Linked DNA regions of Mus musculus: all the other regions are linked to region 5. The links are chromatin contacts, called in public Hi-C, HiChIP or PLAC-seq and promoter capture Hi-C maps. All regions are on one chromosome and are shown on one strand. The core of a region is the stretch at or near the end of the contact, and the rest is flanking DNA. Distances in the headings are between cores, read along the strand shown. Region 1 has its middle 45 kb from the start of Gm34501. Region 2 overlaps Adamts12 (a disintegrin-like and metallopeptidase (reprolysin type) with thrombospondin type 1 motif, 12). Region 3 has its middle 52 kb from the start of C1qtnf3. Region 4 has its middle 70 kb from the start of Npr3. Region 5 holds the start of Tars (threonyl-tRNA synthetase). Region 6 overlaps Npr3 (natriuretic peptide receptor 3). Region 7 overlaps Gm34501 (a long non-coding RNA gene).

Region 1 (3,794 bases), core at 317-2,816, 380 kb before region 5:
CTGCATGAGTATCTATGCATCACATGTGCAGTGCCTGCGGAGGCCTGAAGAGGGTATTAGATGCCCTAGGACTAGAGGTATATATGATTGTGAACCAGTATGCAAATGTTGGGAATCAAACCTGGATCCTCTGGAAGAGCAGTAGGTGCACTGAACTGGTGTGCAATTGTTTTGGTGTCTAGTATTTTACTATTTCTGATGCTACTAGAAGTAGGGTAGGTTTGTAGTTACTGTATGTGTACTATAGGGCACCCATGCATTTATTGTTTATGTACACACAGATATGACACAAATACACACACACACACACACACACCAAATATTGCACATAAAATATGCTTGTAGCTGTTGATGAGAGTTGTCAGTAAAAAGTTTTCTGACTACCATGACATTTACAGTGTTAAGAATTTATATAGATGAATGGTTAGAAACATCTCTACTCTGCATTTCCTTCCTTTAATATTTTAAGAGAATATTTTTTCTGAAGTTACTTGTGGCCATCTTTGTTCACCCAGGCTTTGGGAAGTGGTAAATACAAAGAGAAAAATCTTAGAATCTGGATTCAGGCTCTAGTGGTGAACTTCCTGCTTTAGGTAAGTGTCTCTTACCTATGGAGGTCACTGTGTTATTGTAAGCTTGAGATTTGCTAAATGGGAAAACCAAAATCTGCTTCACAGAGTTCTGAGAATTAAATGATGCATCTCCCATGAGCGTTCTTTATACTAAGATATGAAGGTACACAGTCTGGGTGATCCATGAAAGCATTCACCACATTCCCTTCATTCCTCAAGAAGGAACACAGGATTTTGAAAGATTTATCTATTGTGTTTATTCTACGAACTCATACTCTCAGTACAATTCAATATTAGGAACGATAGTAAATGTGCAAAATACTTGTGTTGTACATGGACATATATTGTTTTTTACGTGATAAATGAGGAGTCAGTGTTCCTACTTTTTGGCAGTGGCATACAGAAGAGCTAACTGATTTAAATAGAGACCATGGTAGCCAATCATGGCTCCTTTCTTAGGACAATCATAGACAAAGACCATTACAATATATTTTTTCCAATGAAAGTAAATGATGTGGATACATTTTCCTATAAACACACAGTTAATGGGAACACCAGAAGCTGCTCATAATCTTGATATTTGTGAGTGGTTCTTAGTTAGGTGAACAGCAGGGGAAGAGGGTATAGGTAGCTTTGGGGATAGCATTTGAAATGTAAATGAAGAAAATATCTAATAAAAAACAGAAAAAAAATTTCTACCTGAACATTTTAGTGATGGATGTTTTTCTTGGTTACTTAACATCCCTTCAGCATCCTTCAGGCTTAGGATGCTAAATTCAAAATAAGGCTCTCGTTTTATGTCTGTTTTATAGATACATAACTTTTTAAATAGTTCTGATACAATGTGAGACTTTGATTTCTCCAAAAAAAAAGTAGAAAAGAAAATACGTTTGAAAATATCATGTGTGATTGAGGTAAGCTGATCCAATAAGACGTCTCAGACACGGTTCAGAGGGTGCAAATGCATTCCAGATGACACGTGAGTCTCACTAAGTAGAAATGTCCGAGGAGCTTTAACAGATGGTTAGTAAAGCAGATCTTTTGGAGGAGCCCAAGCCCCAGGTATTAGTGAGCCTGTTTGATCAGAGGAATTGGAAATGGCTTAAAGAATGCTGTGCCTGGAAGAAATAGCATGATCCAAGAAGAACATTTGAAAGAAATTAAGTTTTTTTTTCCCCTAAGCTTATTTGTCTTGTGTAGAAGTCCCATTGACAATCTACTCCTGGCCAAAGCATCCCATTAGAATGTAGATGGAGAAGATTTCTTTATTGATGGGGATTTGTAAACAAATAGGATGAATGTAATGAACTTAAAGGGTGTTAGCAAAAATTACATGTGTATCCTTGTCTATGGATTTGAGAAGGGAAGTAGAAAGGATAAAAGAGTTCGGTTCTTCCCTTGGGTGTTAGGTATTGTTTTGAGTATAGAAGTAGTGTTGGCATCTCCATGCCTTAGTCTCCTTTGTGAAATCCTTCTCCCAGACTGTAAGACAGCTCCTTGTGAGCAAGACATCTCTCCACCTTTAAAATGAAAACAATGAGTTGTATTTCTCTTTCTGAATAAGAACACATGAACGTTATGTTAGGTTTTTTGATTTATTAGCAAGGGCTGACAATGATTCATATCTGCTAGGGACTGAGTCTGGGAAGAGAAATGAGAATTAAAAAAATGTTTAGAGAAACCAAAGATCTGAAAGAATATTGATTGGATTTATATCGTAGGAGTAATCATCGGGGTCTATAAAATTGATTTCTAGGGATTGGCAGTGAGTCGGTTTAGAGCTTATTTTTCACCAGAGAACATTTTGGAGGTATATTAATCAGAGTCAAAAGGGTGTGCTCCGTTAACAAGCCCAATATCTCAGTGACTGAGGCACATCATTTTGTTTCTTGAGCCTGCTTTGTACTTAAGAGCCAAGTCTGAAGAAGGCTTCAGCATTTTTCCAGCTGAGGAACATTCGGGTATGCAACCTTGGCTGCCATAAAGGAAGAAGAGAGAGTTTAGGGTCTTGTCTTGACAAAGACTTCTGTGCAGGTCAATCTATTCAAATCTTTTGAATATGGAGTCAAATTACCTACTCTATCTTCCAGGGGATGGGGAATATATCCTGTGTTGTAAGAAAGGGGCAAAAAGATCCCAACACAAACTCTACTGCAAGAAAGCAGATAATAATAAAAGATGAGAAGAGGAAAACATTTATCATAAGGCGAAGGACCTTGGAATATTTTCCAGTCCACCTTAGGATAAGATACAATCTAGTTGCCCTGTTTGATAGTGCACATGACCTTTGGCTTCTGTGTGCTTATATGACTTCACTTTTTCTTGCTCTTGACAAGTTTCTTCACCTTTTGGATATTTTCTGTTCTTAGTGTGAACCAAGCTTGTACTTCCTCAGACGATCTTGCATTTACTGTTCATTGTGCCTGGGATGCTCGCCTTCTCCTCAAACATGTGCCTGCAACTCACACAGTATTTCATGTGCCTTCTACTCACACAGTATTTGGCCATAATCTTAGAGACAACTTACTCAACTCATCAGTCCAAATAAGCCACAGTTCCTAGCTATTTCCTACCTATGTAGCTGTTGCATTTAAGTTTTCCCTCTCTGCTCCTTCCTTCCTCCTCTCCCTCCATTCCTTTTCTTATCTTGTGGAGTTTGGGGCCTTGCTTATCTAGAAATATGCTCTACCATATCTTCCGTTTTTAGGCTAGAATGTGCAATCATATAATATTTCCATATTTATTTGTCTCTTTCCGAGTTGTTTTTCTTCACTGCACTATGCTCATTTGACTAAGGATTTTGGTTATCTACTTCACCAGTGTATCCCCAGGATGCAGGAAGCATCTAAGAAATGTTCGTTCAATAAATGAACTCAGAAAGGGCTGACCAGAGTGCTATGGAGGCTATAACCACCAAAATGCCCTCATGGATGTAAAAAACAGGTACTTTCAACATTAACAACCATACCAAGGAAAGATCTCCAAGACCAATCATAAGAAAGACCTTGGGTACTCATACAAAACTGCAAAAGATCAATTAACTTAGGCAGTATGGTAACTTTAAGTTCAATGAGTAACTTATGTGTCTACAAATGTAATATTGGCACCTTGTCCACCCTTGAGAATTATGGCTAGCTACTGATGTGGACCCTAGCATCCTAAGCTTCTTGTATTTCCTCTCATCGAATCCATGCTAGCCTTATGTGACCAATGGAATATGGC
Region 2 (3,925 bases), core at 1,004-3,503, 320 kb after region 5:
GATTCTAAATATACCTCAAAGATTCATTCATGGGCCGAAGGCTTTGCTTTCCCTCACCCTGAGAAAATACCTGAGACAATCCATTTGGAGGAAGGACCCATCGATTTAGCTAATGGTTTCAGCTCATGGTCAGCCTCCCCCACTGCCTTGGGTCCTAGGCAAAGTGCAATAGCATGGTAGAAGCATAAGATGGTAGAGGTTTCGTGGGTAGTGATAACCAGTCAACAGAGAGAGAGAGAGGATACCACATACATCCTTTGAAGCACACTTCTAGAGAGTAACCTGCTTTGTGTAGCTAGGTCCTACTTCCTAAAAGTCCACTCAGTATTGAATTGTCAATGAACTAACCCATGAATCCACTACAGTGCATAAGGATCGCCAAACTTTCAGAAATATAATTCGCCAATAAGATGCAATGAACAGAAAGGTAAAATAAAATAGCATTGGTACCTCTGGGTCAGTGGGTCAGTGGGTCAGTGATTCTTGCATCCTTATAGAAATCACCTGGGATCTTGTTAAAGTGTAAGTCTGAGTCAGAAGGTAGATACAACCATAGAATGTGCATTTCTCACAAGCTCCCATGAGATGCCCATCTGTCTAATCCATGGGCCACAAGGACCTGGTTCACCTAAAGTAACAAACGCCACAGAGGCTTTTGTATGGGGTAACGGCATTAGTATAAAATCTAGCTAAGTCCTGAGCTCTGTTCCTGACTTCCAAATCCATGGGACTTATTTCATATAGGTTGTCTGATCAAAAATAACTACTCCTGTGGCCACTAAAAGATGACCTCCCACAAGTAACTACAACTTTTTAGTATAAATTACATAGAACTTAAAGCTCAATCCTCTTGCTTGTCCATTTTCCCAAATCCCGACTAATAAATGTCAGTCAGAGGAGAAGGAACTAGCTTTTCCTAAGATTTAAGCTCCCGGAACCCATGATTCACATGGTGGCAAAAAGAATGGAGATAATAAGGCAAGAATATTTAGAGGACACTCTGGGCTCCCAGTCTTCAGTTTCTGGGAAGAAAACAGCTATGATAGACTCTGGAGCAGAGGCGTCCACGAGAAGGGAGTCATGTCCGGCTGTATGATAAATCTGTATAAACATTTAAACAAGGTTGTTAGCCCCATAATAGGGTATCTGGCCTCCTATGTCCCATATTAACAAAGGCTCTTTCTCAATTCTTCCTGCAGATGCCAGGACCCAGGCAGAGGAGAAAACAATGCCCCCTCTCCATTTCCTGGTATTGTGGGTCTCTCCCTCCCACTGCCAGTCCATCATGGTAGGAACCTACAAGGTGAAAGGATGAATGAAAAAGTAACAAACAAGAAAGAGAGGTGGGGCTCACTGTGTTTAGGAGCCTGCCCCACAAAGCACCCACAGTGAAGCTAGGAATTTCCACCAGCCAGACGCTCAGTCTAATGTCTCATGTCTGAGTAAGCATGGGCTTGAACAGACAACCCCAAAGGTCAGAAGTCAGGGGACATTCCTCAGCCAGAAGCAGAGGCAGGGGATAAACAGAGCCATTTGTTCCCCTTCCCCTGGGAAGATATAATGACCTCTGACACTCAGGCAACCACTACTCAGATGAGTTTTTAAAAATATGAACCCCCCCCCACATTTGTGTTCAGGTATCAGACGAGATTAAAATATGAACCCCCACATTTGTGTTCAGGAGCCAAGCAAGAAGCCTGGAGGGGTGAGTTTCCCACACTCCTCAGCTTCATCTGTCCTCATCTGGAGTTCCAGAACAAGAACTCAGAAATATTACCACATTCTTTCTGTGTGTGGTAAAGGAGCCAGTGGGGGTTTTACAACTGGCCCGAACTGGACTGCCTTTGAGGGTGTTCATAGTCTCAAACATCACTCCTCTAGCTACACTATCCAACACAGGACCCCAGTATTTAAATGCCACGAATCCTCACTCAGCATTAACACAGCAAGAGAATGCTTAATGCTTGCCTTGGGGGAAGTTAGGATCTAACAAGTTTAAAGTGTTCAAAATGTAGCAGCATTGGCCTCACTAATTGAAAGCTTGTTCCTTAGAACCTGCTAGACTATTCCACAGCTCCATGGCCTCCTGGATCATATGGAAAGGAGAGCTAAATTTCTTTTCAAAGCACACATTTCATTTGTTTCCATGACAGAAACGACACTCTTTAGCAGCAGCGACCTGGCAGACGGGAACAAAGGCTGCCTTCCTAAGTGATTCCTGAGTATGAATTTCAGCAGGGATGTGTCACTTCCTCAGCTGCTTGGACGATCCACAGTGATTTTTTTCTATAAACTTAAACAATACGAGCCTTTATATAGCTGCTCCAAGTCGTTACTTACTTAGGATCAAAAATAAAGAGCCCAACATTTCAGAAAATAGATTCACTCTTTATCTTGAATAAAGTGAGTTATTGGAGAGGGGAACTAGTGAGTGTTTTCTTTTTCAGCACATTGGAAACAGTCTATATGATTTAATACACACACATACACACACACACTACTCATACATACACACTATACATGCATGCATACAAACTACACATAATACATACTACACAAACACACACTACATACACACATACACTACACATACATACACACAACACATATATACACACTACACATAATACACACTACACAGACACACATACTACACACATGCTTTATACATACACATGCACACACTATACATACATAACACTACACATAATCCACACTACACAAACACACATACTACACACACTACATACACACGCAATACACACACCATACACATACATTACACATACACACACTGCACATACACATACTACACAATACACATACGCACATCTCCTCCTCCTCCTCCTCTTCCTCCACTTCTTCCTCCTTCCACTATTATGTGAAAATAAATGATTCAGGCTTTGGAAAGCATGCCGATGATGGATTGTTCTGTGTTCAGGTGATTATCATCTCAGAACCACAAAGCTGAGCTCAGAGAGTGTGACAGCAACAATTCATGGTTGAAAACTACAAGAAATCACTGGAGTGAAGGAGGTAGAGGCCAATTTAAAAGGTTCATCTATTAATAAATGAGTTTTTTTAATTAGATATTTTCTTCATTTACATTTCAAATGCTATCCCGAAAATCCCCTCTACCCTCCCCCTGCCCTGCTCCCCAACCCACCCACTCCCACTTCCTGGCCCTGGCATTCCCCTGTACTGGGTCATATAATCTTAGCAAGACCAATGGCCTCTGACCGCAGGCAAGATGAGTACGCGGTAGGTACATGTGGTACTGTGTTTTCCTTCTACCCCTATGAAAACCTCTTTAAACTTCTTCCTGACGCTTAGAGTTGGGACTCTGCAGTTCTTTGAAGGCAATGGCTGGACTGGTCTCAGAACTGTAAAGGTGATTGATAACTATCCCCTTCTTGAGTCATCGCCATCATCATCAATCACAGTGGAATAAATGCACTGTGCACTTAAAGCCATGAGCTGAAAAGGGCCACAGAGCAGCAGCAACAGCCTGGCGTTACCATGGCTACTGGATGTAGCAAAGGGACCAGCTGCACTGTGGTAGTGCACCGAGCCACAGTTTAGGAAGACAAGGAAATGTAATCTGATGTTGAAACTACACCTCTGAAGGTCTGCCATATAAAGGCTCATCCATTCAACCATAAATTACTGAATGTATTCATATTACTGTATTACTACTGTATCATGGAACATATTTAGATACATGTGAACATGACAAGGTAAAGGAGTCAGTGAAGTGAAATGAAACAAAATATCAGGGTTTTCAGAGCCAGGGCAATGGTTTGATACACATAGTCTTAGGATAACCTGAATTTAGTGTCCAGATCCTACGAGGAGGTAGAAAAGAACAGAGAGAACAAATTCTTAAGAGTTGTCCTCTCACCTTCAAGAATACCACGGTACGAAT
Region 3 (3,668 bases), core at 522-3,021, 500 kb after region 5:
TGGGGCAAGTTATGGTTGACTGCACTGATACAGCCCAATTCCCTCCTGAGCAAATCAGTTTTACACTCAGTTGCTGTTCCCATGCATAAACGGAAAAACAAGACATCAGATGGTCCATGAAGTTTCTAAGAGATGTTGCAGAGGTGGCTGGTGTCTGTCTGTGCACTGTCTTCTTTGCTGGATGAGTGAAAACATCTTTGACTAATCAAAGGCTATGCTGATCCTTTCGTTTTGGATGGCAAATGAGTTAAAGCAACCTGGTGTTATTTGGTATTCTTTGTCTTTGGTTTGTATTTTGTGTGGCTTTAAGATAGTTTAGATGACATTGGACAGTTTGTGAAACTATGATGCTTTCGTTCAGAAGCCAGTCTTCCCCAAATGCTCACAAAGACTGAACTTCTGATGGGTGGCTGTTATAAACATAAATATTGTTGGGGCAGCCTGGTTGGTTTTTTAAGCTTTTTATCCTTTTAGGGACAGCCCTTCGAACTGCATCAAGCTGTGGTAAGATAATCAATTCTTTAAGATTGCTAGAGAATGCCATAGGAATTCATAGGATGTCCTTTGCCTTCTGAAAAAGGCAAGATCTGGAAAAAATTAATAAATCAATAAATCAGCTTGAGAGTCGTTGCCCAACAGGTGGCACTGTTACTCTGCTCCAAAAGTCACAGTACCATTTGGCTGGGTTTCCAGAAGCAAAAGAATTAACTTTTTGAGTTTACTGTAATAAAGAATGACAGACTAGCCAAGGCTGCATTCTGTGTTAGAACACTTGCATAGTCTTATACAAGGCCCTGAGTTCACACTCGGTGTTGAGGACAAAGACAAGTTATGGTTGAAATTATTGGACAACTTTCTGCTCAAACTGCAGTATAAAATAAAGGAACTTTTTAAAGTGTGTACCAGGGATGCCTGTCCAAGGAAAAAACTGCCTTTGAGGGATGAACATGGTGGATTTTCCAGGAGTGAAAACTTTAGCAGTTAATGATTAGACTGCTCTCCTAGTAATCTCATAGATGCAAGGAGAAACACCACCAATCTAAATCATCATGGCCAAGTTAATTAGAGCAAGCAATTACTTAAAGCAAGCTTTGTATTGGTGTACACAGACTGCCACCCCCTAAGGTAGGGTTTGAGAGGTCAACATTGGATGTGAGAAACACAAGGTTTTTATAGTTTAGGGGTAGGGAGTCCTCAAATGAAGGATTTAACAGGCAAAAAGGGAGAGGGCTATAGGAACAGAGCATGAGTGTAGTTATGCATAATTACCTCCTGAAACATAGGATGACTGCAAGGTGGTCATAACAACAGGCAGTCATAATGACCCTTCTGCAACAAAGGTACAATTGCGAAATGGCTATTAATTTTTGTGAAGCAAAGACATGATTGCCATTTTAGAACAGACAGTACATAACCATTTGTAGTTAAGCTCAAATGTGAGGCGTGGTCCAGTCCTTCAAAAAAACAGAGGTTTAACCATAAACAGGAGTGAGCCTAGCCTGTCCGATAGTAAATAATGAGGCTTTTACACCTAAGATGGTGACAGGTTGGCTCTTCACCCCCACAGTCCTACCCCTAAGCCTGCACAATTGTGTGCAGTGTACACATAGATGTGATCCAGAATCCAGGCTTTCCCAAGTTAGTCCTCCCTACCTTTGGGGAGACCCAATGGACACAGAGCACTTTTCTCTCTGTCACTTGGAGGCTCTCGGACAAGTCCGAACCGGCTGCTTCATAGCCAGTCCTTCAGATATTTGCGTGCGGCTCTCATGCTGTCTGTGTCTTTTCTCCTCCAGAGTAAACATCATGGTGGTTACAACATTCTGGGCAGTGTGCTAGACATGGCTCTTTCTTTGCCATTGCAAATTATAGAAACAGGCTCTGACTTGCTCTTTTGAGATGTCTCAAGGAACTCAGATAAGCATCACACAAGTCAGGAAGGCTGGGTCTGGGATCCAGAGCAGAGGCCTCGGTCCAGCTTACATCATCGGCTTACTTTCTCTTATCTTGAATGTTTTTTGTTTTTGTTTTTTTGAGACATGGTATCATGTGTCAGGCTAACTTCTCTGTCCTTATGCAGCCAAGAATGACTCTGACCCCCTGCTTCTCCTGCCTCTACCTTTGGATTGTAGAGATGACTGGTGTGTGCTGGGCCTCATTAATTTTCTGTGATTTCTTTGTGTAGTTTAGTAATTATCACGGTCTCCTAACAAGCACAAATTTACAAGCAAAGTTAAACCTTACTAAATCAATAAATGAAAAAAAAAAAACTAAAGCCCATTGGTATAGATTTAATAATAAACATCCTGCCATTTACACAGCTCACAGGTGACTCATCTCTGGGCCTCTCAATTTCAAGTTTCAACCTCATAATCAGACCCTAAAGACCAGTCTTGGGATCAAAGCCCCCCTCTGGCCAGTCTGCCTTAGACAGAGCCTGCGTTACCTATCTGACACATGGCCCAATCCAGACAAGAAAACACAAGTCTTCCCATTTGTTCCTGGTTCTTATCTCTCATGTTAAGCTGGAGTCGTTTGCTATGTTCCTTTTGGTGGTACCTTGGCAAGTGCTGGGAGTGTGTGTGCTTGACCCACTGAGCAGAGCAGGCTATCCATCCTGCCACTTTGGCCTCTAGACATCCATCACTGCAGCCTGTGCTGGTGTGTCTGCTCCTTTGGGTCACATTACATGGCTGTTGTTAGCTTGTGTCTCCTTACTGTGGCCAAGTGGTCTTATGACTGTAAACCCAGGCAGTCTCCTCGTTCATGACCTCTAACTTGCCAGAAGACATTTTACAAAAGCCTTTTGGATTTCGACTCCATTCCCCATTTAGAGCAGAAATCTATACCAACAGGCTTTTCTTTTTTAATTTACTGATTTAGTAAAGTTTAATTTTGCTTGTTAACTTTTGTTTTTCAGGAGACCATGATAATTACTGAACTACACAGAGAAATCACAGAAAATTAATGAGGCAGCACACACCAGTCATCTCGACACTACAAAGGTAGAGGCATGAGAAACAGAGTGTCTGAGTCATTCTTGGCTACATAAGGACAGAGAAGTTAGCCTGACACATGATATCATGTCAAAAAAAAAAAGGCAAAAAGATAACAAATAAAACCTTCAAGATATGAGAAAGTACATATTATATAATATATAATTTATAGTTTAATAAAAAAGTAAGCACCCTCAATGAAGATTATTGGGGGGGGGGGTGTTTGGTTGGTTGGTTGTGGGTTTTGTTTGCTTTTTGTCTGTTTATTGCTAACAGAATAAGCCAAAAGGCAAACGCTAAGATATAAACTGTGGCTTATATCTCTTAGTGAGTTGGATGCAATTCTTGGTGTCCTTCCTTATGTGTGTCACTGGACACATGACCATGCTTCACTCAGCAGTGGCTGTGTGTGAGACCACAGTCTCATGATTATGATCCCGCCCTCAGCAGGATCATCTTACACTCTAATGGTCACAAAGAGGAGCTACACAGCCATGCATTTCGCAGAACATGTTGCTCTTGTAAAGCAAGAAATGACTACTTTTCTTTTCACTTTATAATGCCAGATTTGGTTTTTTCCTCCGATCAAAGCAATTTAAGTGTGTAAAGAGCCGACCCAGTTGGTACATGCTTGCAGCTCTTATAGAAAAGATCTGGGTATGGTGGTGAGCT
Region 4 (3,762 bases), core at 320-2,819, 440 kb before region 5:
GTCATTTACTTTATCTGCTTAGACCCCATCTACATTTAACCAACTCCCAGTAGCATCACCAGATCCGGATTTCACCAAGGGACCATTCTATCTCCAAAAGCCCACCATCTGACAATCAAACTCCCAAGCCTGATCCTGTTGGTGACACTTCACATTTAGGTAATAACAACAGGAATGCTATCGAGTTCTCCCACCATGCCTCACTAAGAGGATGAGACCACTAAGTAGCTGTCCTATGCAGAGTGGTCAGCCTGGAAACTACATGCACACATCCTGTGAAAGTGGACCCAACAGTCTATATGTATACATACATACATACATACATACATACACATACACACATATATAATATACCTATATACATATATACATGTGACAATAATAATCAAATGAAGTTAAGTTATCAGCTTGAATTGGGGAGCATGGAAGGGGTTTGATGAGTTTCTGAGAGGGGGGAAAGGGAGGGGGAATGATGTAATTCTATTTCAATTAAAACATTAAAAAATTTAATGAAGAAAAAAGGACAGTGTTACCAAGTGGTAGGTTTGTCGGTATAGACCAAAGAGTTTCCTTCCCCCCCCCCCCCCACATATTACATTCAAAGGGACAGAGAGGCATGAATCAGCATGCAGGCTGAGAGAGAGCACACTACAGGGGAGGTTGTGGGATTCCAGGTCTCCAGAGAGCCTTCCTCTTTCCAGATCCAGCAGCCTCAAGGCCAGGGTAGTGATAACCATTCTTCCAGAAGAGACCCAGAACAGGGCTGCCTTCCAGGCTGTGCAACTCTTCTGCCATGAAGCAGAGTGGTCAGAGCCAGGCATTCTCTGGTGGGGCAGAGGTTAGCCTGGGGAAGGCTTGAGAAATAGCAGTTGTTCAGGAAAGACATCCCTCAAAGCAGAAATATCCTGGGTGGTCTTAAAGGTATTTCATGCTTCAGGCAAACGTCGAGCAAGAGAGAGCATATTGAAGCAAAGCTTGCCGCCTCATGTCTTAAGTGTGCACACCTTAGACTATCCTCCGCATTTCACTCAGAAGGGAAGTGCAAAGCATTTGGAGTGCATGCCTTCTCTGTTGGAGGATGCTAAGTGTCTATTGAGGGCCACCCGCAGCCCAGGGTTGGGCTCAGCATCTGTGTTCCCTCCTTCAATTTCTTCAGCTCTGTGACAAGGTTGGTTTTCCTCCTCGCCTCAGAGATACATAAACTGAGGCGTTGAAGTAACCTGCTTTGGGTTTCAAAGTGATCAAGAGGCCAGAGCTACAGTCTCAAGTCAGGCACCCGGCTCTCGGTGGTGGCGTCACCCATCCATTTAGTAATAAGCCACCGTCATTTTCTGCTCTCTGTGAGTGACTTCTCTTTCTGTTACCATCCATGTCCAGTCAGATCCCAGCTCTTCATTTCACCATCACTACATGAGACCTGATCTCCTGATCCCAAGGAAGCAGGGAAGAGACTATTTCTTCACTCTGTCTCTGAGCATTCTTTTCCCCCTCTCCTTCCTCACACAAATGCTGCATCCTGCATTCCTGAAATACTTGGTGCATTTGATACCCTGAGCCTCTTGACTCTCACTCTCCACAGGTCAGATTCCACAATCTGTCACTCTGATTCTTTGAGGCTTGTGGCACTGGCTTAGTCACTATTTGTCTGGTTCAGGAAAATTGTGCTGAACTTGATGACATCAACTGATTCCTTTCTTGCCCAGAAATCATCTCTTTCTTGTCAGACTTTTTTTTTTTTTTTTTTTTGAAATGGTCTTATGCAGTTTGGCTAGCCCTACACTTGCTACAGAGCCAAGGATGACCTTGAACTCCAGACTCCTTATCCTCTCCCCTCCCCTCCCCTCCCCTCCCCTCCCCTCCCCTCCCCTCCCCTCCCCTCCCCAATACTGCTACCCAGGCCCGGACCACCAAGCCTGACTGCTTATTTAGATTTTATTTCCCACTGATCTTCCTGCCCAGTGACTCTTTACTTCATACTAGTCAAACCTTTATCTGAAGTCCAAATCCAGTTTCTTCTGTAAGCTTTCTTGTCCACCATAATCTCTAGTGAGGGGCTATGAATCAGTGGTCCGTGGATTTGTTTTGATTTGTTTGTTTGCTTAGAAAAGAAAGGATGTCTATGGGTGGAGCCAGTTCTCCAATTTGCTGACCCCCCTGCACCACTAGTGTTCTGATACTTTTCCTCACTTATTTGTATTAGGGCTTTAGGCCTTGCAAACTCTGAGTACACAGATAATTAGGCAAGTATGCAGGCTGTGTGGCTCCTCTCCCGTCTCAATTCCCTCTCAGCGCCGTGCATGCGTCCAAGCTTCTGGTTGTTAGAGAATTTTCTGATGCCACTTCTTTTCCTCAAGCGTCTCTGTCGAGCACAGGTTTCAAAACAAAACATTTCTTACGTCTGGGGAATTATGACTTAAAGAAAGTCCAATATGGTTTCTGTAATGCTAATATTCACCCCGCGGAGCTGGGAGGACGGCTCAGGGGGTAATAGTGCTTCCGATTCAAGCATGAGGGCGGAAGTGAATTGGAATCCCTAGCACTTTTGTAAAACCAAACAAACAGAAAAACAGGCATGATGTGATGCCTTTACCTGTAACACTGGGGCACAGAGACCGGTCACTCCTCGGAACTCTCTAGAAAGCCGGCTTAGCTTCTAGTTCACTGAGAGAACCGTGACACCAGGATAGAAAATGATACAAAACCAAGACATTCTATAGTCTTTCTCTGGTTTTTACTTCTGTGTACATGGGTGCTAGCACACACATGCATACACACATGCATGCAACACACACACACACACACACACACACACACACACACACACACACACACACACTTACCCAGTAATATTCCTCATTTCTAAAGCTAGTCCCTCAAGAAGGTCTTCAAAGTTCTAACTCTCGTGCTTCTGTTTGATAGATTGTGCTCCCCTAAACCATAGCATCTTTCAGAGCCTCAGTTTCCCTTTTTGTACAAACAAGAAAGCAACGAAGACATTGTAAGGTTTAGAAGCACTGTGCTCAAAGCTCATATCTTCATGAGGTAAATGTTACCAACTGTTCCTCACGTTCTTAGGCTCCCAGGGTCAAGAGTAGCTCATAGATAGGAAACAGGAGTCTTGTTGGTGTACAGCCTTAGAGCGGGAGGTCTCCTTTGCAGTGTGTAGCTTTGTTCTTCAGCTGGGAACACTAGGCACAGATTGGGTTCAACTTTTCTACCATGTGCTCTCTGCACACCACACAGTCCTCATGTCTGTCTTAAAGAGGAACTCTGGTTACCTCTGTGACACAGAGTGACACAGCAACTTACCTGGGTCATGCAACTGGGAACTGAGAGCCAGACATGCCAGAGAAGCATGTGTGTTGGAGCTTACATGCATGTCTCTCAGAGCTGGCTCTTTCAAGGGTCATACAAAATTTATGTTTTATCTTTCTTAATGTCTTTTTCTTCTTGAGAATTCTCTCATACTCTGACTATAGCTAAGTGATCAGCGAGTCACCCTTAGACCCAAACTATGGAGAGATAAAACTATCTCAGACAACTGTCTCTTTCATGGAAAGTTTCTTGGTTTTCAAATCATTGAACTTCTGTGTTTGTGCATGTGGTGTGTTTGTTCATGTGCACACTTACAGAGGTGTCCATGCATGTGTGTTACCTAATGTGGAGGCCAGAGATCAATGTGATGTGTCTTCCTCAGCTTCTTTCCACCTATTAAAAATATTGATTTATTTTGATGTGCCATGGCACATGTGTGAAGGGTAG
Region 5 (3,845 bases), core at 791-3,290:
ATGTTGATCAATGGAATAGAATTGAAGACCCAGAAATAAAAAGACATACTACAATCACTTGATCTTTGACAAAGATGCCAAAAATATACAATGGAAAAAAGAAAGCATCTTCAATAAATTTTGCTGGTTTAACTGGCTGTCTGTATGTAGAAGAATAAAAATTGACCCATATTTGTCACCTTGTACAAAGCTCAAGTCCAAGTGGATCAAGGACCTGAACATTAAACCAAATACACTAAATCTAGTAGAAGGGAAAGTGGGAAAGAGCCTTGAACTCATCGGCACAGGGGGAAATTTGCTAAACAGAATTCCAATGGCTCATGCTCTAAGATCAACAATTGATAAATGTGATCTCATAAAACTGGAAAGCTTCGTCCATTGGTTGGGCGCAAATATCTGTACCTGACTTCTTTCAGCTGCTTGTTGGGTCTTTCAGAGTGCAATCATTATTTGTGAGCTCTCCATAGCCTCAATAATGGTGTCAGGCCTTGGGACCTCTCCTAGAGCTGGATCCTATTTTGGGCCTGTCACTGGACCTTCTTTTCCTCAGGCTCCTGTCCATTTCCATCCCTATTATTCTTTCAGACAGGAACAATTATGGGTCAGAGATGTGACTATGGGATGGCAACCCCATCCCTCACTTGTCTTCCTGCTGGAGGTGGACTCTATAAGTTCCCTCTCCCTACTGTCGGGCATTTCATCTAAGGTCCCTCCCTTTGATTCCTGGGAGTCTCTTATACCCACAACAAGGTTGGTGATAGTGATACCTTCAACATTTTTTTTCAGGATTGTTTTAGCCATCGTGATTTTGTGGTGTGTGTGTGTGTGTGTGTGTGTGTGTGTGTATCTAAAACTTAACATTCTACGTTCTGTAAAGAATTGTGTTGGAAGTTTGGTGGCAATTGCTTTGACTTTGTAGATTGCCTGTGGTAGAATGGTAGAATGGCCATTTTTACTGTATTTATCTATGAACATGGGGGGATTTTTATGTTTTCTGAAATTTTCTCAATTTCTTTCTTCATTGTCTTAAAGTTTTTCTTGTACAATCTTTCACTTGTCTTGTTTGAGTTACTCCAAGATAGTTCATGTTTTTTGAGGCCGTTGTGAAATGTATTGTTTCCCTGGACAATATGTTCCTTGGAAATGGGAACCTGCTCCTTGAAGAGTCACCCAGGAGGCATTTGTCACATTCAAGTGGATCTCAGCGAGTTCCAGGACAGCCGGGCTATACATACAGTGAGACCCTGTCTCAATTCTACTCGGCTGGTGTGTGTGTGTGTGTGTAGGTTGGTGGTGGTGTGGACATTGGGTGGACATGGTTGCAAACGCCTGTAATCCTCTAATTTGGGTGGCTATTGCAGAAGGCTCCCAGATTAGCCAGATCTAAATTGCAAGTTCGAGGCTATCCCTGGCTGCACAGTGAAGCAAAGAAAAAACACAGAACAACCCAAAAACTGGCAGCTGCTATTAGGATAAGCAGGCCAACTAGAACTTTCTGCTAAGCATTTTGCTTAAGTAGTAAAAATCTAATCTCGAGCTCCCGTGATATCAATGACTTTTGTGTGGAGTTTATTCCTTCAAGTAAAAAGTTAATTTTATCTCTGTGCCGTCTATGGGAAAACTCCGTGAGACACTGAGAAAGCTTTGATCAATGGCGCTTGTCCCTCAAACAGCAAATCGGTCCTATTCTCATGAGGAAGGCTGAGTCATCGCTTCAGATTATCAGCCAACGTTCCAGGTAGAGCGCATCTGAGATAAACCAGAGCGCCAGAGACCATATCCAGCAATTCCGGGAAACTCAGTCCAAGCAGCTCAAGTTCACTACGGTGGCCGCTAAGGCCATGCAAGCTACAGTCAGAAGGGGAAGAGTGCGCTTGCGCGCCTCACTACACAGTCTGGAACTAATGGGATTTCTTGAAGGGTTCGTCATTCTCGGCTATTCTATTGGCCAAGGAAAGGGAGGACCCGCCTCTCCGCGTAGCCCATTGGCCTCGTGTCCAGGTAGGGCGGGGCCAGGAGTCCCGTTGCATCAGCTGGTTAGCTGGTTCCGCCTGTGGCCACGTGGCGCACGCGCAGTGCGGAATTGTAGGTCTACACCGCCGGCTTGGGGTCTTCTCTGCGGTGCAGCTCACGGGTTTTGTCTCTCTGTGGTCCTTCCATGTCGCAGGAGAAGGCTAGCAGCCCTTCGGGGAAGATGGACGGCGAGAAGCCGGTGAGCAGGCGCCGTGGGGTGCAGAGAGCGGATGTGTTCTGGGAGCCGGCACTGCCCGGCGGGGCAGGAGTGGAAAGTAGCAGGGAGCAGTCGGTATTGGGGGCCCTGGGTAATAAGTTAGGAACTCTTGCTGGCAGGGTCTGGGGGGTGGGGGGGCATCTTCATCCTAGAGATCTGTGAATTGAGACTGAGTGGTTTGCTCAGATAGTAAGCATTTGGGGCTTAGACTCCCGCGCTTGTATTTTTTCACTAAAATAAGCGGGAAGAACATTTGAAGAACTTTTTAAAATCCTAAACTGCGTGGAGCAAAAAGCTCTAGTTAGGAAGGAAAAGCCAGTCCCCGCGATCAGATCCAGTTTGCCCAAGATTGGGTGCTAAATAAGGCTGGATGCCCCCATTGACAGACTGTTTTGAAATTAAAGCCTCTGTCTGCCAGGTGCTGGAAGCGACCTAAATAACTTCACACACATCCCCTTTAAACTTTGCTTTGGGCTGTCACCCACTGGTTAGGAACAGCATTTGTACACTGGCGTGTTTTCTGCCCCACCCCTCTTTTACAGCCAACTGTGCCTGTGTCCCCTGTGTATTTATTTGCCCTGGCACTTAGTCAGGCAGTCCAGGTGGCTACACAAGTTAAGATCGATTCCTGACTTTGGGGGCTCCCCAAATGTGCAGGACTGGAAAATCGTACTTCTCTGATTAGCTTGGTTGAGTTATAGAGAAGCACAGTCAGACTGTTTTATTGGGTTTGGAAAAATGAGGTCAGGTAAATCAGGCAGGGCAGGGCTGTCCAGGTTCAGGGGATGAATTGTGCCCCGGCTGTACAGGGAGAGACGGGAGGGAAGTGCAGCGATTGAGGCTATCAGTATTCTCTACGTGCAGGAGTTTTGTAGGGAGGTGCTATGTATGTATTGTATTGTCAAAAAGTGACATGGCATGGGGGTTTAAGGAACATTGGAAAGGGGTGAGGCCATATGACAGATTGTCTAGGTAACCATTGCTGACGGTTGCTAGGGTCTTCATCAAGAGGAGTTTCCATCCTGATAGGGCAAATCACTAAAATGCTTGTGTATGCGCTTTAAGCTACAGATTTAAGGCGATGAATGACAGGTATACATGGATAGATTTTGTTCCTATTTCCTTATGTTTTTAAGGTGTTTTATGGTTTTATAACTTGGTTACCCCTTTGCCTCCTTCCCTGCTGTCTTTTTTTAAATATTTTTTTTATTTAGATTTATTTATTTATCATATGTAAGTGCACTGTAGCTGTCTTCAGACACTCCAGAAGAGGGAGTCAGATCTCATTACGTATGGTTGTGAGCCACCATGTGGTTGCTGGGATTTGAACTCAGGACCTTTGGAAGAGCAGTCAGTGCTCTTACCTGCTGAGCCATCTCTCCAGCCCCTCCTGCTGTCTTTTAATCCTGCTAAACCCACCCTGTTACTTCTGAGGCCGACTGGGTTCTTGAGATTCGTCTGAGGCTGGAAGCTTCTTAAGATAATCATCCCCTGAGTGGGCATGTAACACTTCAGAGTGGGACTTTGTGAGTAAAATTACTTGAAATGTGAAGTGTGATGTCATTTCCTCTGTAATAATCAGGTACCTTAAACTTCTGGCAGCTTCCTGGGCGAG
Region 6 (4,079 bases), core at 676-3,175, 460 kb before region 5:
GGAATCTTCCTTAGTAGTTCCACATCTTACTCATTGAGGCAGAGTTTCTCAGTTAAACCCAGAGCTTTCCAAAACTGTGAGTACAGCTGTTTCCATCCTCTGAGCACAAGAATTACAGGTGAGCTACCACATGCACTTGGCATTCATGCGGGTTCTATAGATCCAAAGTCTGATCCTCATGCTTCATAGCGAGCACTGTATCCGAGCCATCCTCTCAGGCCAGCTAATGTGTATTTCAAGTACAAAGTACAGATACGTTAAGTGTTTACCAAATGTAGAATTATCTTGGGCCTTGGAGCTACCCATGTAGCAGTCCCAAACCACTCCTGATGCTTGCTGTCTTCAGTGATACATGGGACTCAGACAAGATTCACTTCCAAGGCCTTACTATGCCCATTTGACAAGGCGATGCTGCCATTACTAGCTCTGAAGGGGAGAAAGCAATCCATGGCTCATCTCTTATTTGCTCTCTTTCAAAATTCCACTTTTTCCTTATGTGATCTTCAGCTGAATGAGAGGGTTAGAAGGCATGTCTTCTTCAGATGCTCTTGAGAAATTAACACCCACAGCTTTCCTCATTTGTATCGGGAACCAACGGTTTGTGGTAAGGAAGATAGAACCACCGTGTGACAGGCTTGGCTTCATGTGAATGCCACAGGCAAAACCCCAGGATGGTCCAGCTTGGCACTCCCCTTTGGGAGCGTTCTCCCAGCATCCCCCACCTGAGAGCTTTGAGGGCTTTTCTGGTGTCCAGGCACCCCCTTTTTACAGGTTCCTCTCACGATTCATGGCATTTGAAGTGGGCAGCACGCTCTACTTTGAGCATTGAGCAGTTCATCTAAACAGGAATTTGCCTCCCCGGGGAGCAATGGGGGAAGATACTGTGCACTGTAACAGAGCGGGGCATGCAAGAGTGCCATCTGTCATCTATGCTCATTTGAAAAAGGAAAAAATATGATTACTTTTATTTGGCTTTTTCCATGAGAGAGAATGGCTAGCAGCGCTGGCAGACAAGAGGTCACATCGTGACTCCACGTGTACAGCCTGTCTGCATGGGTCAGTGATACTGTCCGATGGAGATCGCAAACAGCCATGTTTTCTTAATGCAACAGCTTCATTATCTGGCCCGGGAGTGGCTGCACTTAGGAATTTAAGAGCTCAGCAAATGATGCTAAGCGGGGATTTTCTGGCTAGAAGGATGTTACGGTGGAGGGTTTTGATTGTCAACTTTCAAGGATCTGGCATCTCAGAGGAGACAATCTCCTGGGCACACCCAAGGAGTTATTTAGATTACATAAATCTGTGGACATGCCTGTGAGGCATTGTCTAATTGAAGCAGGAGAGGCCACACGAAAGGCAGCTTCCCTGAACTAGGATCCTGGGTTGCGTCCAAAGGAAGAAGCTAGCTTACACAAGCATTCACTGCTCTCTGCCTCCTGAGCACTGCAGTGCAGTGGGAGTCGCCGGCTCAAGCTGCTGCTACCAGGATTTAACCTCTCTGAGGACTGCTCCCTTGACCTGTGAGGCAAGACAAGCCTTTCTGTCCCTCCGCTCCTCTTGTCAGGGTACTTAGGTAACTAAAACAGATGATGAACACTCAAAAGAAGTTAATGCCTAGTTAAGGGCATCCCATTTCCTGTGCTTGGTAACAACAGTATGGTCTGTCATAGCCAGGACCTTGAGGTTCAAGGGTTGTTTTGTCCAGAGACAGGGAGGCACACCAAGTAATCTGGCTCCTTCTAGCTGGGAAGTCCAAAGGAAGGTATTCTTAATACAGCTTAATATCGTCTTCTCCCCCTCTCTCATTGTTTTTCTCCTTAATTTGCACTTGCAATTTTCGGCGCCTGTAATGTGCTAACGGGTTTCCCTCCCACTAAAAACCATGTGTGAGAGTGAGAATGTTCTCTGTGAGAAAAGACAGTGTCTGGGGGTTTGTTTCTGACTTGAGGGCTTATGAGGTAGGTGCGATGAAACCTCCTCCGCAGAGGGCCAGGGCGCCAGCTTCACTGGGGTCAGCATCTCTTCTGCTAATTGTGGCAAGAGAGGGAGACACTCCACTCTTTAAGGAGGTAACTGTTGCAATCTACTTGGAAATCAAGACAGAAGGAGATTTCAGACCAGAGTTTACGCCCAGAGCCTGCCTTGTTCGGCGTCAAACTTGTTAGGACAAAACCAATTCAAGTTCATCTTTCTTAGCCGTTGATTGTTCTTCCTATAGAGGATGCCTATGTTCTTCCTATAGAGAATGCCTCAAGAAGGAAGGAATTGGAAAGAGACAGTTAGGGCATGGTACTAGGGTGTATGACCAGGCCCATCAATGGCCCACATCAGTATGGCATCTCTGGATGAGGATTTAGAGAGGAGGACAGAAGGAGGAGGAGGAAGAAGAAGAGGAGGAAGAAGAGAAGAAAAGGAGGAGGGAGAAGAAGAGGATGAGAATGAGGAGGGAAAGGAGGAGGCAGACACAGTAAACAGGGTGAGGCCCTAGAACTCATGTCATATTTTAAGCAGAGATGCAGTAGGGGGCCCAAGAGTAGGGATTTACAGAGTGTTACAGGCAAGAACAAAACTCAGGAAGACTGAGCAAAACGATGGTACTTCTCATGCAGGTGTTGCTTGCATGAACATGGGTGGGGCATCATTTCCTGGAGGATGGGCAACTCCACAGTGGCTATGCCATTGAAGAACATGACTCCTTCTCTGGAAGCCAACAGTTAGCAGCAGATAGCTCTTCAGGAAGATGTGGGAAGTCTAGTGCTCTCTTAGAGGCCCCACCTCCCTAACATGTTCCAACCAGGATCCCATGCCATTCCCCTGTAGCAAGGTGATTTCTTTAAAGTTATAGAAGAGAAGATAGACCCATAGGGGAAGCATGGCTATGTTAAATTTAACAGCTAAGCTCTACTTGTTAAAATTCATCAGCATGCATGCTTTCTCAAATCATGATGACTTCATGGTCTAAGTGAAAAATTTGTATTCCTTTGGAAAATTAAATTAGCATATTCAAGGCACCCGAAAATTATCTTTGACTGGTAGATGTTATTTCTATAGCATTCTCTGCCTAAGAAAACAGTGTCTCTGAGACTTAAGCTTGGCAGCTAAGAGCAAGAACCCAAGGCATTCATGGTCTCAGGGACTTCCGTGAGTGTTTCATTTTAATCCCCAGAAAATCTCTGTGAGGCGATCCAGTGCTAAATTAAGCCTTGTATTTCACAAATGAGGAATCTGGAGATTTGAGGGGTTGAGTGAGGAGTCCCAGTTAGGAGTGGACTATAGATCCAGCTAGTTGCCAACTACAAGATCTCTGTGACCTTGAACCTGTCCTATGTGCCCTGAGGGTCGGTGGGATAAACAAATTTGGACAGTGCTTTCTACTAGGTGGTATGAGGATCATGGTGCTATAAGAGATCTGTCTGGGGCACCAGGGTGTGAATGAGGAGCCCTACTTTCCATCAAGAATAAAATGGGTCAATAAAAGCGATTGCTTATTGGAATTAGAAGCTAAGCAGAATCCTTGGGTTTAAGACTTCTCATCTCTAGAAAATCACAGCAATCCAAGCTAACGGGGTGATGGTGGCAGGAGCTGTGTGAAGACTTTTACATTCATTAACCTGATAGCAACCCCAGAAGGAAGGCACTGTTATTTCTTTAACTTTTAAGATGAGGAACTGAAGGCCCAGAACCATGGAGGCACACAGCTGCAAAAGGCAAAGCTGGAGCAGCCCAGGTTCTGGACTTTGGCAAGTCTGAAATATTTGGTCCTATGATGCAAAACAAGACTCAAGGAGGGGGTAGGATAAGGACAAATGAAACTAGGTGTTGAGCTGCCCTATGTGGGTGTGCCCATGAAAGAGATGATGTTATTCATGTATCTTGAATGGGGAGACGCCATCTGTGAATAGGCCCTTGAGTTGGGCCATACAGAACATCAGTGGGGGTGTTCTTCCTGTGGGTTCCCCTTTAGAAGAACTGGGCAGGCCGTTTCTCACACAAGCACCTCCCAGATTCATTGAGGAATGTTCAATTCTTCATGTAACCTTGGCTTTCTGTCATTAACTCCATCTCTTGAAACAAGGTAT
Region 7 (3,695 bases), core at 310-2,809, 330 kb before region 5:
GTTGGCTCAAGGCTAATTGTATTTGCTGCTCTTGCAAAGGAGCAGAAATCAATTCTCAGCACCCACATCGGTGTTTACAGTCTTCTGTAACTTCTGCTACAGGGATCTTCCCGCACCTCTTGGCCTCTGAAGGCACCCACATGGATTTGTCATACACATGCACACACACACACACACACACACACACACACACACACACACACAGAGAGAGAGAGAGAGAGAGAGAGGGAGAGAGAGGGAGAGAGAGGGAGAGAGAGGGAGAGAGAGAGAGGGAGAGAGAGAGGGAGAGAGAGAATAAAACAAATGAAATGAACCTTTAAAACACCAAAATAAGCCAGAAAACCAAAGGGAGACCCAACAGAGCTTGCCTTTCCTCATTTTCACTAACACTTCCTGATAGGCCATATTGCAGAAGACTTTTTGTGTCTGTTAGTGAGTGAGCAGGCACTTGGCAAAAGCAGGAACCACATTCACAATTGTGGTTTTGTTTGTATGGTATCTAATAGAGTAACTTATGTGCAAGGTGGGAAGGATTAGAGAGGAATCAGGTCCCAGACAGATGCTATGGAAGAATCTATAGGGACAGATGTGGTTTTTAAAAATATATTAATCATTTTATTTATATGAGTACACTGCAGCTGTCTTCAGACACACACCAGAAGTGTGCATTGGATCCCATTACAGCCACCATGTGGTTGCTGGGAACTGAACTCAGGACCTCTGGAAGAGCAGTCGGTGCTCTTAACCACTGAGCCATCTCTCTAGTCCAGTTTTTTTGCTTTTTGTTTTTCAGAAGTGGTTCTGAGGCCCTGGAAAGTTAGAGTTGCATCCTAGATTGCTTCTTGTTAGAGAGCAGAGACCAGCAGAAGCCAGGAGTCTGAGAAGGTGAGAGATAGCGATCTAGAGGCTGGATTAAACTCAGCATAACTGTAGACATGAAGAATGGGGGAACTGATTGTGGGGAAATGATATGTCTATTGGTAGAAAACGAATGACGCTTATTCCTATGAGTTCTCAGTCTTCGCTGAGCATGATGGGAAAACTGGAGAAGTAGAGGACTTGGGGGTGGGAAGAGTTAAAGGTGTAGTCTAGAAGTGTAGGTGACCAGGCAAGTGAAAAAATAAACCAGGCACATGAAATAGGATCACCTTTTCCCATAGTAGTTGTGTCTGTGACGTGAGATCAGTCAACACAGCACTCCGATGGCTAAGGAAGTATTGATTTTAGTCATTAATGTTTCATTTGACAGATATTTGTCTTTGCCCAGTGGCTGTTTGAACAGCCTCTGGACTTGGTGCAGAGGGAATATCCAAGCTCACCGATGTCTAGAATCACAACCTGAGACCGTATCACAGCTGATAAGAGACAATGGAAACAGAAGAAGGTGCCGAGGAAGGCAGAAGCAGCTCTGTCTTAGCCTGAGAATGCGCGCTACAGACTGAAGATAAGCAGGCTGCAAGGAGACCAGTTGACAGGTCAAACAGCAGGAAGGAAGGGCCTTTAGATGAACAGCCAACTCCATCTTACCCTAGACTGCAAGGCTCTATCGTATTGACTCAGGGAGCAAAATGGTTTCCCTGTGTGCCGGAGTCTGTTTATTCAGTCAGGCCAAATAAGCAAGTGTGTTTGTGTATGGCAAGTATGCAGCAAGCTAGCAAGGTTCTTCCAGCATCTTCTCCATCATCATACTCTCTTGGATACACATTGTAGTGATAGGAAAGGGAGGGAGGATGTCAGGAGAAGCAGTGTGGGAGGCAGGGCCATGTTTTTTCCCCATCCTGTCCAGTCCACCAGGAAAACTCTTTCTACTAGAGATAATGGTGTTTGTTAGTCAGCATTAGGGGCAAGGCCTGTTGTGAGGTGTGAAAGGTGTGAACTTTTTCAAAAAAAAAAGAGTCACAATGTACTCTCACTCAGGGTCACAATCCATATTTTCCGTTTCAAATGAACATGTGACTCACTTCTGACTATCTCTAAACGAATTCTGACTTGGGAGGTGGACCCCATCTTTCCTGTTGTCGTCCTAATATTTTGCAAGTAGCCACTTTCAGGGATTGCCAAATGAGGTAGCTGCCGGGTCACTCTCGTGGAGGTTTTCGTCCACCCTCTCAGACCCTAAACTTTAATTACCCCAAGCTATTCCTTTTCATAATGGACCCCATGACGGTGTCTGTGGCAGGACTTGTAGTTGCCAGACTTTACACTAAGAAGTAAATTAACTGAAATTATGTTTTCCTTTAAATAGGAACTGGGCAAGTAGAATGACTGGCTGCTTTTAATTGCTCCCAACTCCTGGCTCCACGTCCCGTCACTTCTGCTTGGGGAAGGGGTAGAAGGAGCTGTGAAGGTTCTGGGATTTGGTAAGTCTCAGAATTTTTGTAGTGAGTGAATTTCTTGTGAACCAACAGCCTGCATGGCACACCTCACAGTCAGTGGCAGGAGAGACTCAGTTACTACTGAGTTTTAGAGCCTTGAGTCCTGAAGGAAAATGCCCACTGACTTTACCATGACACCAGAAGAACTGGCCAAGGCAGGCTAGTCAAAGCTGGCCCCACTGCAAAGAGTTACCGGTGAGACACTTGTCTTGCCATTCCTCATTATGAAAATAGCATATGGGATTAAGTTAAGTGGAGTTGGAGCTGCCCAGAATTTGGGGAGGAGGTCAGATGCTCATTTGGATAGGATAATTGGAGCACAATTATTCATCTTCAAGTGAAACTCCCAATTTGAAGAAAGTTCTGAAAATTGTTGGCTTTAAAAAGAAAAAAAAAAACCTTTGAATTTCTTCCCATCATCCATTAGAATTCTGCTCAGGTAGAGTGTTCCTCTGTAGAGTGTTTCAGAATCCCCACCTTCCCTGTGCTTAGGCAGTCCTCCCTCTCTTCTATGCACGGCACTCTCTGCACAGCCCAATGAGAGGCACCATTACAATGGAAAACAAGCAAGCAAGCAAGCAAGCAAGCAAGCAAGCAGGCAAGCAAATGTGTGCTTTCTTGTGTATCTGTTCCACTAGCTCGTGGGATGACGGCTGCAAGAGCTTCCCCCACCTGTCCTTATGTCTCCAGGGGCCACACTGTGTCACAGTGAAGCTTGAGGCTGAAGACAAGCTCTTGGATATCTCCCCCAAAACATCAACTGCCAGGAATTCCTAACACTTTCATACTTTCACTGCAGGGTATGAACACTTAATTACCAAAAAAAAACAAAAACAAAAACAAACAAACAAACAAACAAACAAAAAACAAGCAAACAAAAAACCCCCAAAAACAACAAACAACAACAACAAACCACACCTGATAAGAAAGACAAATTTTTTAATCCTGGTAGAACAGGATGAGATGCGTACTTCATAGCTGTGAACAGTGATAGTCTAAGTTAGTGTTCTTAATATTGAGGCTGGAATGTTCCTTTGTACATTCCATTTATCTGTTACAGACTTGGCACACAACTGTGTGAGGTTCTATAACCAACTGGCCTCTTCAGGACATCCGTTCTCTCTCAGCTTAGGAGGGTGTTGGACAACCCTGCTATTTTTTAAAGGATCTGTTTCCTGAGACAATAAAAAAGGCCTACAGGTATGACTGCATAGAAGACATGCTTTTTGCTGGACCTCTCAATTCATGTGAACAAAATATCATTTAAGTAGAGACATGGGACCACGTTTATCTTATTTACTAGGGTTCATTTAAACACTG

What was found. Promoter capture Hi-C pulls out the DNA fragments that hold promoters and counts their contacts. HiChIP or PLAC-seq counts read pairs in DNA pulled down with a chosen protein or histone mark. Hi-C and Micro-C count contacts between places; a contact is called where the count stands out from the background.
Region 1: an H3K4me3 HiChIP or PLAC-seq map of embryonic limb bud shows a contact between it and region 5, with 2.6 times the contacts expected there. The contact joins the enhancer-like site here to the promoter of Tars in region 5. A contact is called at or near these places in 1 of 39 promoter capture datasets (the 3T3-L1 cell line), 1 of 15 datasets of contacts at CTCF or cohesin (pro-B cells), 2 of 115 datasets of contacts at active chromatin or transcription factors (bone marrow-derived macrophages and embryonic limb bud) and 2 of 9 other capture datasets (adipose tissue and pancreatic islet).
Region 2: a CTCF HiChIP or PLAC-seq map of the NIH/3T3 cell line shows a contact between it and region 5, with 5 read pairs. The contact joins the enhancer-like site here to the promoter of Tars in region 5. A contact is called at or near these places in 3 of 39 promoter capture datasets (the 3T3-L1 cell line, 3T3-L1-derived adipocytes and liver), 1 of 15 datasets of contacts at CTCF or cohesin (the NIH/3T3 cell line), 2 of 115 datasets of contacts at active chromatin or transcription factors (embryonic stem cells and large pre-B cells) and 1 of 9 other capture datasets (adipose tissue).
Region 3: an H3K27ac HiChIP or PLAC-seq map of hepatocytes shows a contact between it and region 5, with 3 times the contacts expected there. The contact joins the enhancer-like site here to the promoter of Tars in region 5. A contact is called at or near these places in 8 of 39 promoter capture datasets (cranial neural crest, embryonic stem cells, epiblast stem cells and 3 more), 1 of 15 datasets of contacts at CTCF or cohesin (the NIH/3T3 cell line), 33 of 484 Hi-C or Micro-C datasets (the 3T3-L1 cell line, the AML12 cell line, the C2C12 cell line and 19 more), 18 of 115 datasets of contacts at active chromatin or transcription factors (the NIH/3T3 cell line, the SCID.adh cell line, astrocytes and 12 more) and 4 of 9 other capture datasets (adipose tissue, embryonic stem cells, liver and 1 more).
Region 4: a promoter capture Hi-C map of the 3T3-L1 cell line shows a contact between it and region 5, with 4 times the contacts expected there. The contact joins the enhancer-like site here to the promoter of Tars in region 5. A contact is called at or near these places in 2 of 39 promoter capture datasets (the 3T3-L1 cell line and embryonic stem cells), 1 of 484 Hi-C or Micro-C datasets (the HL-1 cell line) and 1 of 115 datasets of contacts at active chromatin or transcription factors (astrocytes).
Region 6: a promoter capture Hi-C map of hippocampal neurons shows a contact between it and region 5, with 3 times the contacts expected there. The contact joins the enhancer-like site here to the promoter of Tars in region 5. A contact is called at or near these places in 2 of 39 promoter capture datasets (hippocampal neurons and maxillary cranial neural crest), 2 of 115 datasets of contacts at active chromatin or transcription factors (fibro-adipogenic progenitors and large pre-B cells) and 1 of 9 other capture datasets (adipose tissue).
Region 7: a Hi-C map of liver shows a contact between it and region 5, with 2.0 times the contacts expected there. The contact joins the enhancer-like site here to the promoter of Tars in region 5. A contact is called at or near these places in 3 of 484 Hi-C or Micro-C datasets (liver, nephron progenitors and uterus), 3 of 115 datasets of contacts at active chromatin or transcription factors (craniofacial prominence and embryonic stem cells) and 1 of 9 other capture datasets (embryonic stem cells).

What each region holds. Positions count from the first base shown.
Region 1 is chr15:11,772,688-11,776,481 of GRCm38.p6, reverse strand. No RefSeq gene overlaps it. Among named protein-coding and RNA genes, the nearest start is that of Gm34501, 45 kb to the right of the region's middle. Within about 2 kb of position 1,566, at least 4 of the 459 cell types and tissues checked have an H3K27ac peak or open chromatin away from gene starts, as enhancers often do. A contact at or near this core is called in embryonic limb bud, where this site is marked.
Region 2 is chr15:11,082,704-11,086,628 of GRCm38.p6, reverse strand. All of the region lies in intron 2 of Adamts12 (a disintegrin-like and metallopeptidase (reprolysin type) with thrombospondin type 1 motif, 12), which reads right to left. Among named protein-coding and RNA genes, the nearest start is that of Adamts12, 20 kb to the right of the region's middle. Within about 2 kb of position 2,253, at least 80 of the 459 cell types and tissues checked have an H3K27ac peak or open chromatin away from gene starts, as enhancers often do. A contact at or near this core is called in the NIH/3T3 cell line and adipose tissue, where this site is marked.
Region 3 is chr15:10,898,269-10,901,936 of GRCm38.p6, reverse strand. No RefSeq gene overlaps it. Among named protein-coding and RNA genes, the nearest start is that of C1qtnf3, 52 kb to the left of the region's middle. Within about 2 kb of position 1,771, at least 20 of the 459 cell types and tissues checked have an H3K27ac peak or open chromatin away from gene starts, as enhancers often do. A contact at or near this core is called in the C2C12 cell line, the CH12 cell line, female germline stem cells and 2 more, where this site is marked.
Region 4 is chr15:11,833,863-11,837,624 of GRCm38.p6, reverse strand. No RefSeq gene overlaps it. Among named protein-coding and RNA genes, the nearest start is that of Npr3, 70 kb to the left of the region's middle. Within about 2 kb of position 1,569, at least 43 of the 459 cell types and tissues checked have an H3K27ac peak or open chromatin away from gene starts, as enhancers often do.
Region 5 is chr15:11,397,853-11,401,697 of GRCm38.p6, reverse strand. Tars (threonyl-tRNA synthetase) reads left to right here and starts at 2,040. Exons shown (of 19, transcript NM_033074.3): 1 at 2,040-2,212. The coding sequence starts at 2,159.
Region 6 is chr15:11,860,272-11,864,350 of GRCm38.p6, reverse strand. All of the region lies in intron 3 of Npr3 (natriuretic peptide receptor 3), which reads left to right. Among named protein-coding and RNA genes, the nearest start is that of Npr3, 43 kb to the left of the region's middle. Within about 2 kb of position 1,925, at least 11 of the 459 cell types and tissues checked have an H3K27ac peak or open chromatin away from gene starts, as enhancers often do. A contact at or near this core is called in hippocampal neurons, where this site is marked.
Region 7 is chr15:11,723,840-11,727,534 of GRCm38.p6, reverse strand. Gm34501 (a long non-coding RNA gene) reads left to right here. Exons shown (of 3, transcript XR_383840.4): 2 at 794-885; 3 at 1,250-1,662. Among named protein-coding and RNA genes, the nearest start is that of Gm34501, 3.9 kb to the left of the region's middle. Within about 2 kb of position 1,559, at least 9 of the 459 cell types and tissues checked have an H3K27ac peak or open chromatin away from gene starts, as enhancers often do. A contact at or near this core is called in liver, where this site is marked.